2 separate regions of the Cricetulus griseus genome follow, and region 1 is linked to region 2. The links are chromatin contacts, called in public Hi-C maps. All regions are on one chromosome and are shown on one strand. The core of a region is the stretch at or near the end of the contact, and the rest is flanking DNA. Distances in the headings are between cores, read along the strand shown.

Region 1 (6,491 bases), core at 2,648-5,147, 170 kb after region 2:
TATATATATATATATATATATATATATATGATTTTTGGAAACTTTAGCTGTGCTGTCAACTTTGGAAAAAAGTATCCCAGTTGAGTTGGCATTGTACAAAAATTAACAGCCATATTGGTCTAGAAATGTTGAACTTAACTTTTTCCACTTGTACAGGAGTAACGCACTGTATTAAATATACTAGATTTTTTTATGTGCAGTCTTTCTGCCTGTGTGTATGCATACCATTTGAATACCCTTAGAGACCAGGAGAGGGAATTGGATACCTGAGTCTGGAGTTATAGTTTTGATCCACCGTGTGTGTGTTAGGAACCAAACCCATGTCCTCTGCAAGAACAGCCAGTACTCTGAACCACTGAGCCATCCAGCCCCCTTTACTTGCTTCGTTTGAAGAAAGGAAATATAAAATATGTAAAGTATACTATTACAAAGAGTCAGAATCCTACTTTAATCACTGATAATGTTTTGTCATGTTTACTCTTTTTGTAAAAGTAAATATATATATATATATACATATATATACACATATATGTATGATTACTGTAAATTTCAGATATATTCTCTATAACCTTTTCTTTTTTGTTCATGTTTGGTGTTTTGTGTTGTGTTTAGAGACAAGTTTCACTATATAGCTATGGCTGGCTTCAAGATCAGGATGCCCCCACCATGGCCCCTGAGTGCTGGCATTATAGACACATACCACCAAGCCCAGCAAATGTCCATAGACTTTTCAAAACAAGCAAAAGAAAGCCTTATCTAGTTTACGAGTGCACGTATAAAGGTTGAAAATAGGTCGGGGTGTAGATCAAAGTCTCTTGGAAGGCAAGAGCAAGCAAGGTCTGAGGTAGGCTAAAGCAGGAATGAGACTGCATGCCACTGCCCTTTGAGGCCTGGCTTGGCTGTGCAGATTGTGAGGTCCCTGTGAGATTCAGTTACAAACCCCCAAGTCTGCAGGTAATTGTCTAAATGAATTGCCTAGTGCTTGTCATAGCCTTCCAGGTCCTTGACACAGGCTGCCTAGGACAGGACAACAGGCTGCACTGTGGCATGATGAGGCAGTGCCTGGAGCCTGTCTTGCTACGCCCCAGGGTCTGGTCTCCATGCTGGAAGTCCTGCTGTCCCTTTAGAGTGCCTTGCCCACTTTGATGCCTCCACCCCAGGTAACACTTGAGCTGACTCCTGGTCTGGCATGCTGTCTAGTAGGAAGCCTACTGGCTCTCTCTTCCCCAGGGCTGAGCTTTTCAGAACCATCTCTCATCCCCAGACACATTCTTTGTTGCTCTACAGACCTTCATCTGTGTAGAATCAAGGAGACTCCTCTTGTATGGTGCGTTACCGCACTGAGGGGGCGGGAAGGACTTCATATTTGAAGTTAGGGATGGTGTCTTACTTATCAACCAACCTCCAAAAAAGATGCCTGTCATTCAGTGAGTGTGGGGCTTTCCTAAGTCCATGTGATCTGACCCTCTACAGACAGCAGACTCAGTGTGTGTGTGTGTGTGTGTGTGTGTGTGTGTGTGTGTGTGTGTGTGTGTGTGTGTGAAATTACACTCCCACCCCCATCCTGGGAGACAGAGTCAATTTCAAACATCCATTTTGAGCATTCCAAACATAAGGATTTGTTTCTCTTGGTTTGAATAGTTTGCTTGGGGCTTAAAACTGGACTCCACAACCCCACTGAAGGAAGATACATACAGAGAGCCATTTTTGTCCCTGGGGAAGACACCCCAGCCACCTGCAGGTCTTTAGAGGCCATCTCCCTATAGAACCTTCTCTTGGGACACATGGCACCTCACAGGTGCCCATGTGAGGTCACTGTCTCTGTCTAGGCTGAGGATCATTTCGGTTTACATTTTAATACTTAACATTACAACAGGAAAAAATAGCTGTGCAGATGTATAAGACACCTCTGCTCACTCAGATGCAAGCTCGAGGGGGGGTGGGGGGGGAATGGGGGGACTGGTCCCGGAGCAGTACTTGGTAAGGCACAGATCCTTGGCACCTGCTTGCTGAGGAAGTGAAGGCTTAGGGCTGAAACCAGCTTTCCACAAAGCCCATGCTGACGTACTGTAGGTAAGAAGGCTTATATGGAGTCCCTGCCTTCCGGTCACTCCAGGCCTCCAATGGGGAGCTTCCTAAGGCCAGCAGACAAGCTCCCCTTACCTGGGCAGAAGCACCTTGCCTGTAAATTACCAGCAGAGTTAAGGGACATCTAGAAGCTAGTCCTCAAACACTCAGACGGATCACAGCTTAGGGACTGTCTGGGATCTAGTCCTCAGACATGCAGAAGGATCACAGCTAAAGGATTTTTCTTACAGTTTCTTGAGTACAGATTAGTGAAAAGGACAGGAGAGGTGGTGGGCAGTGACCATTGCATCAGATGTCCCAACAGCAGCTGCAGAAGGAGTAGCCACAGTGGTACAGGAAGAGAGTACCAGAAGGCAACCTCAGGGATGCCAGCGGCCACAGAAGTAATGGCAGGAGAGACTGGTATTAGACAGTGGCCATGGCAGCAGAAGCGTTGCTGACGGTGGTGGCAGAGGTGAGGATAGCAGCAGCTGAAGCAGTAGCAGTGGTGGTGATGAACAGTGACATCTATCAGCACCTTCTACATGGCCAAGATGCAAGAACACTAGCTGTGATCACCCTTACATCTTAACCAGCCGTTCCAAAGCCCACACAGCTCTTCCCTTGCCCCAGCTCTTGCAGCAGTACCCACCGAGCCCCACCTCCTCAACACTTGCCCACCAGCAGAGTCCTGCAGCCCTTTCGGTTCCTCAAAGGCAGCACCCTCTCCCCTTTTCCACCACACAAGCCTCCCTCCCTCCCCTGTGGGCCTTTCCCACATCAGTCCCTTTGGGTCAAGCTTGATGAGTCCCTGCCTCTCTGTCTGTAGAACCATCAGGGACAGTGTCGTCACTGAAGGTTAAGAACTAGCCAGCAGGAGCTCCCATTGACCAGAACCGGGCCAAGCAAAGATGATAGCATCACACTGGATCTGGGCTGGCAGCACACAAGTTCCTCAAGATCATGTTCCTATGGAGAAACAAATGGGCTGGGGTGTGGCTCAGTAGTAGAGCACTTGCCTAGCATTCACAAGGAAAAGTGCAAAGCCTGTTCGGGTGGGGCAGGGCTGTCATCTGTCTCACAGGCTGCTTCTTAATGGTGTCTCCACTTAATAAAGCAGTGTGTGGCAGAGTTGTATTAGCATCATGTCAAAGAGATGAGGAGCAAAGATGGAGGAAGCGGAGCTGACTGCACTGTGGACACCAGAGCAGGCTGCACCTTCAAAGCCTGATTTCCTACAAGCTTCCAAAGGCAACCCCCTGATTTTCCACAAGCTTCCAAAGGTAACCGGGAGTCTCTATGGGCTCCCAAGTTCTTGTGCTGCAGAGTGAGTTGGAACATCTGATGGTTCTATAAGATCCTGAAACCCATGGCTTTTCTTGTAAAATATAAATTATTCACACTTCACTGTGCCACACTTGAGGACGTTTTGTGACTCCAGCAGTACATCTCCTAGTGTCAGCAATGCAGTAACAGCAATCACAGAGGGGTGTTCAGACCAATCTGAGAAAAGCACACTCACCTATTTAGAGGGTTTTGCCAAACGATAAGACACCAGATAGCGTTCTCAGGTACTTAGCTCTGGAGTGAGCAGCACTAACGTGCCATAAGCCCATTGCCGAATTTATTGTCCTCAGCCTGCTGAGTGCTTCCCTCTCTGGCTCTCAGTTATTTGTGCATGTATTTGGTAAATACACGCTGACCAAATTCTTACACATCCAAGGCCACTGATGCCACTGCTGAGATGTCCCGTCTCCTGGCTGCCTGCACTGCGCTCGGCTGTGTGAGTGCCTTGCACTGTCTTGGATCCTGTTTCCTTAAGAACTATTTTTAGGAAAAGGAGGACAGAGGTTTGATTCCTGGTTCCAGGCTCCACAGGCTGGCAGAAACTGGAATTGCTGCGCAGTTGGTTCTTCCTCTGGCCCTTCTCCAGGACGTTTTGCTGAGTGATCAAGAGCCAGTAAAGGAGACGGGAGTGGTTGCTCTAAGTACTGTGGAGCTGCTGGGCTGTGTGGAAACTGCTCTAGGTGGTATGGAGTGGTTGCTCTAAGTACTGTGGAGGTGCTGGGCTGTGTGGAGACTGCTCTAGGTGGTATGGATTGTGGCTGGGTCTCAGCAGCCAGCTCCTTGTCCTGTGGTGGTCAGCATTTCCTACAGAACGTAATGGCAGAAATCAATGATGACGTTGAAAAAGCTCCAGTACAGGATGGGTTTCAGGGAGGAGTGGTTGATGCCAGGCCTTGAAAAGGAGAGAATATGTGATGAGCCTGAGACATTTTTGCAGTCAGGGAAAAAGGAAGTGCTTGAAAAAAAAAAAGAAGAAGAAGAAAGGACACGTCAAAAGGCTGCAGAGCCAATCAGGGCCAAACGGGTGTAATTTGAACAAGTTATTAGAGCACTATAGTCCAACCCACAGTGTAAAAATACCCCTGAGTCCAAAGTGACATGCAATTGGATGAATAAGTAAGTAGAAAGATGAAGCATTCCTGCCCGTGGAAGAATTCAGGTGAGCAGATGTGGAAGTACAAACTAGAAAAGTACAAAATCACCATTGCATGTGACAGTAATGACTCTAGGCAGACCACCCACAGTCACTGAATCACTAGGCACAGCACGAGGGAGAGACTGTATTTGCATAGTCTGGACTTATCTCTCCCAAGAGAGAGACCAATTAGAAAGAAAAACCAAATCACTAATCAGTGGGGAAACCCTTCAGTTATAACCCTGAAGGACTATCCTGGGCAACAGTGACACTAATAAACCCTGTTACCGTCCGTTGCTGTCATGCACTGAGGACATAGCATCGCATCTGTGGGATTTTTGTCAAAAGTGCACTGACCTCAACGGAACCAGAACAAACATCAGGCAATGGAGAGACATTCTGCAAAATCGCTGACTAGTGGTATCAAAAGCGTCTCAGCACAAACGACAAGGGAGCACCCAAAACCGCCAGAGGGACCAGCCGTTAAAAAAATATTTAAAGCTCTGCTCTCCTCCAAACCAAAATGAGGGCCAAGCACAGTGGTACTCAGGAAGCTAAGTCAGAAAGATCACTGTGAGTTCAACGAGGCCAGCCTGGGCTACATATCAAAACCTTCACACACACACACACACACACACTTAAAAATCACCAAAATAATAGAAGTTGGGATTTTCTGAAGCCCTGGCAGAAGCTAAGGATCACCTCTCCCTCTGGGTTGGTGTCCAGGGTAAAGCTGAAAAAGAGAAGGCACCCGAGTGTAGCCACTGTACAATAATGAAACCAAAATAACACCTTAAAATTAGCCTTGTTATCCACACAGCTACAGCCACTTGATCTTCAAAAAAGTGCCAAGAGCATATATTGGAGAAAGACAGCCTCTTCAAAATTACTGTGCTAAAGAAAAGAATGAGCCGCATGTATAAGAATGAAACTAGCTCTGCTGTCACTCTGTACCAATAATAATAATATAACAATGATAAAAATAAACAATTCAAATTGGATCAAAGATCTTAATGTAGCCCTGAAAAACTGTTAGAGAGAAACACTCTAGACAGAGGCACAGGCAAGGGTTTTGTTTTGTTTTGTTTTTTCTTTTCTTTTCAAAAAGGACTCTGGTTGCATAGAAAATAAGCCCAAGGATTGACAAATGGGCTTGAATTAAGAGCTCCTCCACAGCAAAGGAAACAGAGTGAAGAGGTGGCCACAGAGCAATGGGGACATCTCTTGTCAACTAAGCATCTAGCACAGATTAATATCTAGAATCTATAAGGAACTCAAAACAACAAACACCAGAAGGAGAAAAAAATCAAAAAACAAACAAATTATCCATTTGATGAGTCATCAACGAATGGAAGGCTGGTTCCCAAAGAAGGGCAAGACTGTGAAGTGCATCTTCAATTATCTACAGCATTAGCCGTCTTGTCAATGCAACCCAAAACTTCCCTGGGAGTCTTATCTCACCTCACTGAATAGCTGTCATCAAGAGAACTCCCCCAAATAGCACTGAGGCTGAGCAGAGAGAAACCTTTATACATTGCTGGTAGACATGTAAACTGGAACTGGCACTATAGAAATGAGTATGCAGTTCTGAAAAAGAAAATGTAACCATTATATAATCTAGCTTTTCTACCCCTGGGTTTGCAGCCGAAGGATTCTAAATCGACATACCACAAAAATACTTCACATTCATGTTTTTCTGCTGCATTTTTCACAACAGCCATAGTAGGGAACCAGCCTCGAAGCTTATCAACAACACACAATGGGGGTTTCATTCAACCATTAAAAAAAAAACAAAAAACTAAACATATTATTTGCAGGAAAATGAATGAAACTAGAGATCATCTCTTAAGCAAAATAAAAGACTCAGAAAAACAAATATTGCATATTTCCTCTTATATGCAGGATGTATATTACACAGAGAGAGGGGGGGAAGGAAGGCAAC
Region 2 (7,082 bases), core at 680-3,179:
TGGGGAATGACCATGAGGCACTACACCTCTATCAGGGACTCTTGGCAATTAACAGTTATTGGAGGAAAGATGCCATTTTTTTTAGTAGTGTATTCAGTGACAAGTTGCCCTTGCTCAAGTAAATTACCTCCTATCCATTCTTGAGAAAGAAACTCTAACACTCTAATTGAACTCAGTGGGCCAGAGAGAGAGAGAGAGAGAGAGAGAGAGAGAGAGAGAGAGAGAGAGAGAGAGAGAGAGAAGCAGAGGGAGGATTTGTGGGAAATCATTCCAGTATGGGGAGGTGATGAAGAGAATGGAGGTGAAATTGACTAAAATTCAAAGTATCCAAAACTATCCGACAAGTTTTAAAAAGAGCGTCCCTGTCACAAGGGCACAAAGGCAAGAGTTAAACTTTCCTTCCTTTTGGGATTCCATACATCTGTTACACTCTGAGGTCCCTGACCCAATGTTCACATTTGGACTAATCATCTGTTATTTGCGTAGTCTCTGAAACACACATTGATTTTAGACTCATCAGACATCTACTGAGATAACAGTACCACTGTGCACCACTGTGGGTAAGAATTTCAGGCTTCAGAGATGGAGAACCAGATGAAGAAGTTGGCTGACAAATCCCCACCAGTCCCAGTGGAGCCCTTCGTGAGCAAGCACAGGCCTGTAACTCACCATTAGGCCATGTCCCTTCTCTCAAATCTCCCAGTAAGGATTATGCACACAATAAAAAAAAAAAAGACTCTGGCTTTGCCTTTCCTGACCTTAATGTTTTCTTTCAAATGAGACCTATACAAAAGAAACAACATTGTCATTAGATGTTACCTACACAGAATGCAGGGATTCATGTGTCTTCAGTTCTAGACAAAGGCTCTTAAGACTCCAGAAGTCTTATACCTAGAAGAGAACACTGCTAGTAGGAGGCATAACTAGACACAAACATGTCAGGTGTATTCTCCTCTGTGAATCACTTAAGACCATGTTGTCACCCCTGTGTGTTGCCAACAGTAAAGACAAATAACAGCTGAGGTATATTGAAGACTGTGTTCCACTCACTCTTGCTCTTGCTGGATCCTTACACATGTTAACTTGTTTCACCATCATAGCAGCTCTGAATGTGGGTAATTTGATCATCTTCATTTTGTTTTTTTTTTCGAGGGGTTGTTAGTTTGTTGTTTTTCAAGACAAGTTTTCTCTGTGTAGCTTTGGAGCCTGTTCTGGCACTTGCTTTGTAGACCAGGCTGGACTTAAACTCAGTGATCTGCCTGCCTCTGCCTCCAAAGTACTGGGATTAAAGGCATGCACCACCAACGCCCACCAGGTCATCTTCAGTTTACAGCTGATTAAAGTATAGCATTATGAGAGAAATAAGCCGGCAATCACCCTGCTCTTGGTGGCAGTGTTGGAATAAAAGTGAGAGGTCCAACTCCAGGTCACAGCTTGTACCACTGGGATGTACTGTCTCAAAGAGGAAAATGAAGCGAGTGAGAGAAAGTCAACTTTTCTGTAGAAATTATCCAGCCAACCAGGGACAGAGCTGGGATCCATGCCTAGCTCACTTATGAACCTTGCTTGGACTCCAAGCCCAAACCTAGATCTAATAATCACAATGCACACAAAGATGCACCCCGGGATGTTCCTGTGTTCTGAAGAACTATGTAGCTCTGCCATCTTGGGTTTCTGGTGACTCTTGCCAATTTGCCCTGCCCACTGGCCACTGCTGAGGTCATCTGCTATTAGCCTACAGTTTCAAATGAACGACATAGATGAAGAGGGATGGTTCCTACAACACAAACGAATCCTCCACTGGTGTCCCTCAACCTGAAAACATGATAGAGACAGAGGGTCTGAAGCAAAGAGCAGGCTGCTGGGTTCTGGTCATGGCACCATACAACCCTTTCTATGTCCTCAAATTTTCCCTTCACTCTTGTCTACCCTGAGCCACTCCTGGGCTTTCCCAGTAAGTCATGCATCAAGTATTTTTTCCTCTCAGGGCCCTGTGCTTATGTGTGACTACGGATGCTTATGTTTTTATCACATATTCTAAAACATTAGTCATCGTATTAACAATTTCCTTTTCCCAGGAAACTTCATGATGCCTCAACTCTCTTAAATCACATCTATTACAAAAGCTAATACCTCCCACAGCTGTTCTTAGAGACACAAGACTGAACGGAAAGAAAGCCACCTTGCAAGTGTTAATCCTTTATTCCATAGGTTTCCTGGAGCCTGAATTTTCTAACATTTCATTTATTGCTAAGTCAACAAATATTTATTTGTTAAACATTTACTATATCTGCTGAAACAGCAATGAGCAAGGAGTTCACAGTCCAGTCCACATAGTAACACTCTATCATTGCCACACACAGAAGAAGATAGACCACACAGGGAGATCCACACACATAGAAGAGGATAGACCACACACATAGAAGAAGATAGAACACACAGGGAGATACACAGACACACACACACACACACACACACACACACACACACACACACACACAGAAGAGGATAGACCACACAGGGAGATCCACATACATAGTAGAAGATAGACCACACAGGGAGATCCACACACATAGAAGAGGATAGACCACATACATAGAAGAAGATAGACCACACGGGGAGATACACACACACACACACACACACACACACACACACACACACACACACACACACACACACACAGAAGAGGATAGACCACACAGGGAGATCCAAGAAGGCTTTCCCAATCAGAGAAAGGACCCGAGCTGAGAATTTCATAACAGGATATTTGATGGATCTTCCTTCCAGCTCTGGGCAGTGACAAAAACCGACCAGTCAAATTACTTGTATGAATCTCTATCATCTTCACTAAGCCAGTGGCAGAGTGTCCTCTGGAGGGAGCCAGAGGGCTGTGGGAGGGACACAAACTCTGTCATAACTTCTGTAATCAGTGTCTTGCTGGGGCTTCATTGTGACACATTTTCATCTGGATCAGAGTTGTGGCCAATCCCCAAATCATTGATCGTAACCGATCCCCCAAATACCAGTTTCCTTTCTTTCCAAGTGCCTTATTTCCCTTATGTGATGGAGAAACAGAACATGTATCTACTGATAGCTCTTGATTTTAGGCAATTTCTGCCCTTTAAAAACTGGTCAGTAGCCAGGCGTTGGTGGCGCACGCCTTTAATCCCAGCACTTGGGAGGCAGAGGCAGGCGGATCTCTGTGAGTCCGAGGCCAGACTGGTCTCGAGAGCGAGTGCCAGGATAGGCTCCAAAGCTACACAGAGAAACCCTGTCTTGAAAAACCAAAAAAGAAAAAAAAAAAAAAAACACAAACAAAAAAACAAGAAAAACAAAATAAAACTGGTCAGTAGCCCTTTTGGGCAAAGTACTGCCCACATTTGCGTTCTGGCTCTTGGTGGCTGGTGTTCTGAGGCTTGCTCCAAGTTCTTGGTACTTGGGAACTTAGTCCTTTTCCCCCCACCCTCCCTTGATGTGACTCAGAGAAAGGGAGTCTGAAATGGAGGAACTGTGTGACAAATGACACTGAAAATAAAGACACCAGAACTGCTCTCAGCTTCCATGTAGGGCTAGTTCCCAGGCTGATAGATGTGTGACTCTTCAGATGACTAAGAATGTGAATGTAGCACAGAAAATCCTTCAGGGTCCACAGTTTTGATGACCCAAATGTGAGATGTGATTAATTGTCATAGAGCTTGTAAAAGAGAAAAAGTGAAGTAGCCATCTTTTTCTTCAAGCTCAAGGGTTGGGTTTAAATACATCTTTCACAGAAAGATACAGCCTGTTCCTGTGGCGAGGGCTCTCATTACAAAGAGCTCACTAACTCGATTTTATAAGATTTTTTTACTCTTTATTTACTGGAGATAGTGTGCCATAGAGCATGCGAGAACGCTGGAGGACAGCTTGCGTGAATCAGTCCCGTCCCTTCTACCCTCCAAAGGTCAAATTGAGGTCACCAGACTTGACAACAAGGGCCTTTTACTCTCTGAGCCTTTTCTTGAGCTTTCACTAAGTCCTGTGAAGGTGGTAGGCAGTCCCTGTCTCCCAGGTGGCTTTGGGCTGCTGTGGAGAAGCAGAGTAACCTGTTTGCCTGGAACTCTCAGATGGTCCTCAGACACATAACGATGGTGTCTGCGTCTCATGGACTTGCTGTGGTCACATCTCCCTCCTAATTTTTACCTCTATCTCTGTGACTGGTCTTCCCCCGTCTCCCTCCCTCTCTTCCCTTCTCCCCCTCTCCCGCCCTCTTCCTCTCTTTCCCTCCCGTCTCTCATGTCTGTGTATACACATTTGTAGGTGCACCCATAAGCACCTGTAGCAATTAGAAGAGATTGTCATATGCTATGCTCTATCACTAGCTACTTTGTTTCCTTGAGACAGGGTCTCTCACTGAACATGGCACACCCTGGGCTATCAGCTGGCAAGCCCTAGCAATCCTCCAGTCTCCCCTACATCAACCTAGGGATGCCACTGTAGAGATACACATGAAGATACACGGGACTAGGATAAATACAGGTTAATTTTATTCGGGGAGAAATCACTTACATAAGAAACTGATGACCCACAAGTTCCAGCTCCAAGGATCCTCACCCAGCTGCTCTCCGTGACCCGAGCCGAACCAAGAGAGCAAGCCTGTCCCGGACCCCGGACCGAATCCCACACTCTCACGTACTCACCTGTGACCATCCCCGAACGGGTGTAGTCAGCAGCACAGGTGAAGCTGGTTGGATCTCTCACTACAATTCCCCTTTTAGTCTAAAGAAAAAGATTCAGACTTGATACAAAACTATATACAGCCGGGCGTTGGTGGCGCACGCCTTTAATCCCAGCACTCGGGAGGCAGAGGCAAGCCGATCTCTCTCTGTGAGTTCTAGGCCAGCTTGGTCTCCAGAGCGAGTACCAGGATAGGCTCCAAAGCTACACAGAGAAGCCCTGTCTTGAAAAACCAAAACCAAAAACAAAAAACAAAAAACAAAAAAAAACCTATATACAAAGATAGCAAATATCAAGTATGCTCTAGGAGAAGGAAAAGTAAGAACATAAACCCTTAAGACCTATTGTCAGTGAAGCAACAAGCAACATCTTTTTCTTCCTGCCATCCTCCGAAAAAGATGTTGTCTTAGCTTGCTGTTCTGCTGTTGTGATAAAATACCTACTCATAGTAATTTAGGGCCTTGCTTACAGGTTTCCCTGGGGGAAGCCAGAGCAGGAATTCAAGGCAGGGCTTTGAAGCTGAAACCACAGAGAAATGCTACTTACTGGTTTGCTCCTTCTGACTCTTGTCAGCTAGTATTCTTATACAGCTCATTATGGCCTTCTCAGGGTGGCACTGCCCATATTAGAATGGGCACTCCAACATCAATTATCAAGAAAATGTCTCATAGACATGGCCACAGGCCAATCTGATTGAGACAATCCCTGGCTAAGAATTCCTCAGATAAAGCTGGGCTGTATCAAGGTGACAGATGAAGCTAACTATGGGAGAGCTATCTTTCATTTTAAGACATCTGAGTATGTGTTTGGATCAGAGCTGGCAAAAGCCAGAGTTTCTTGCCAGCAGAACAGGCCACTTAAAGGCCAGCACAGTTGTGCTCTGAAGGCAAGCATGACCAGCCAGACAGTTGGTGGGGGAGGTGTCCAGCACAACATGGAAAGGAGGGGATCGTTTCTAAAAATGATTAAGATTGTCAAGATGATGCATTAAGAGACTAAACCAAGCATGGACCTCTGTAGGTATATCCCAGACCCAGCTTGGGAAGATACGCACGATTTTCTAAGTTGCCCTTTGTGGTCTGCTGTCAGGCAGCCCTTCGCGCCAAGGCACGTGTGCATTGCAGATACTAGCATAAACCCTGCACTGCCTTCTTAAACCCCACAGTGCGCATCTTCCCTCCTGGGGAGGTGGCTAGAACGTCTACTTACAGTGCGGATCAGTGAATAGTTTTCCATGTGGGTTTTGGATTTGTGTTACCTATTACGATAAAAATGTTTCTAATGATGATCTTTAACTTCCGAGCTCAGTTTCTGTTTGCAACCAGTGACGTGGGTGATTCAGTGTGGAAGGGAACGCCTCAAATGTCAGCGCAGGGAGCTGAGAAGAGAGGTGCTAAGTGAACGTGGATCTGCAGCTGGACCTAGAGGAAGGCAGGGCCCGGGGAGGAGGGAGCATGCCAGGGGAAGAGGGAAGGGCCAAGCCCCAGGACTCGCGATGCAGACAAGGCCATGCTTGAGGACACTGTGTTGATTGAGAAATGTCAGTGCTACCTGTCTCCTGAGGAGAAGCTGTCGTGTGTGTGTGTGTGTGTGTGTGTGTGTGTGTGTGTGTGTGTGTGTGTGTGTGTGTGTGTGTAATCTGCTCTTTTTTCATGAAGGTAACAGAATGCTAGGGAATTATGTAAAGATTTTTAAAAAGCACGCAAAGTACTATGTATCATTATGGCATTTGTTTTAGTTGATTCCCCTCCCCAACCAAAACCATACCCCTTCCTCCCCCTCCCCCCTTGAGTTCTCATCTCCGTTCTACCTTCATGTCACGTGTGTCCCTTTGCCACTTCTTTTTAGCCTCTCTCAGACTCCTTTCTAGTTTTGAGTCTGGACCTAATGTGTACCAACTTCTATTCATACACTTTGCGAACTGTTGTCTGCATAATGAGAGGCGTCATGCTTTTATTTTTCTAGGCTTAGCCACATTGCTAATATCATCCTCTCTCTATTGATCCACTTTCTTAGAAATTGGTTTCACTTTTCTTTATACCTGAGTAGAATTCCATGGTGTGTCTGTATCCCATTTGAATTATTCACGCACCTATTAAAAAGCACCTAGGCTTCTTCCACTTTTTAAACTTGATTCAGAGTCTCAGTGTTAAGCTAGGGATAATCCCAGTAATCAAGAGACTGAAGCTAGAGGATTGAGACTAGGAGACACTTTCTAAAAGCAATAACTGCAACAACAACAAAATTCTGGGCTCTTGTTTTCCAGGCATAAAGTGGAAATGTTAGTTCTGTATCCACATTTTAAAGGTGTTTACTGGAAAATTAAATGAATATACACATGCATTATGCTTAGATGTCTGGGCAGA

Evidence for each region. A called contact is a pair of places that touch in the nucleus more often than the background predicts.
Region 1: a Hi-C map of fibroblasts shows a contact between it and region 2, with 4 times the contacts expected there. The contact joins two enhancer-like sites. A contact is called at or near these places in 2 of 8 Hi-C or Micro-C datasets (fibroblasts and liver).

What each region holds. Positions count from the first base shown.
Region 1 is chr3:251,430,859-251,437,349 of CriGri-PICRH-1.0, forward strand. No RefSeq gene overlaps it. Among named protein-coding and RNA genes, the nearest start is that of Irf4, 22 kb to the right of the region's middle. Within about 2 kb of position 3,898, at least 2 of the 6 cell types and tissues checked have open chromatin away from gene starts, as enhancers often do.
Region 2 is chr3:251,267,427-251,274,508 of CriGri-PICRH-1.0, forward strand. No RefSeq gene overlaps it. Among named protein-coding and RNA genes, the nearest start is that of Dusp22, 89 kb to the right of the region's middle. Within about 2 kb of position 1,930, at least 3 of the 6 cell types and tissues checked have open chromatin away from gene starts, as enhancers often do.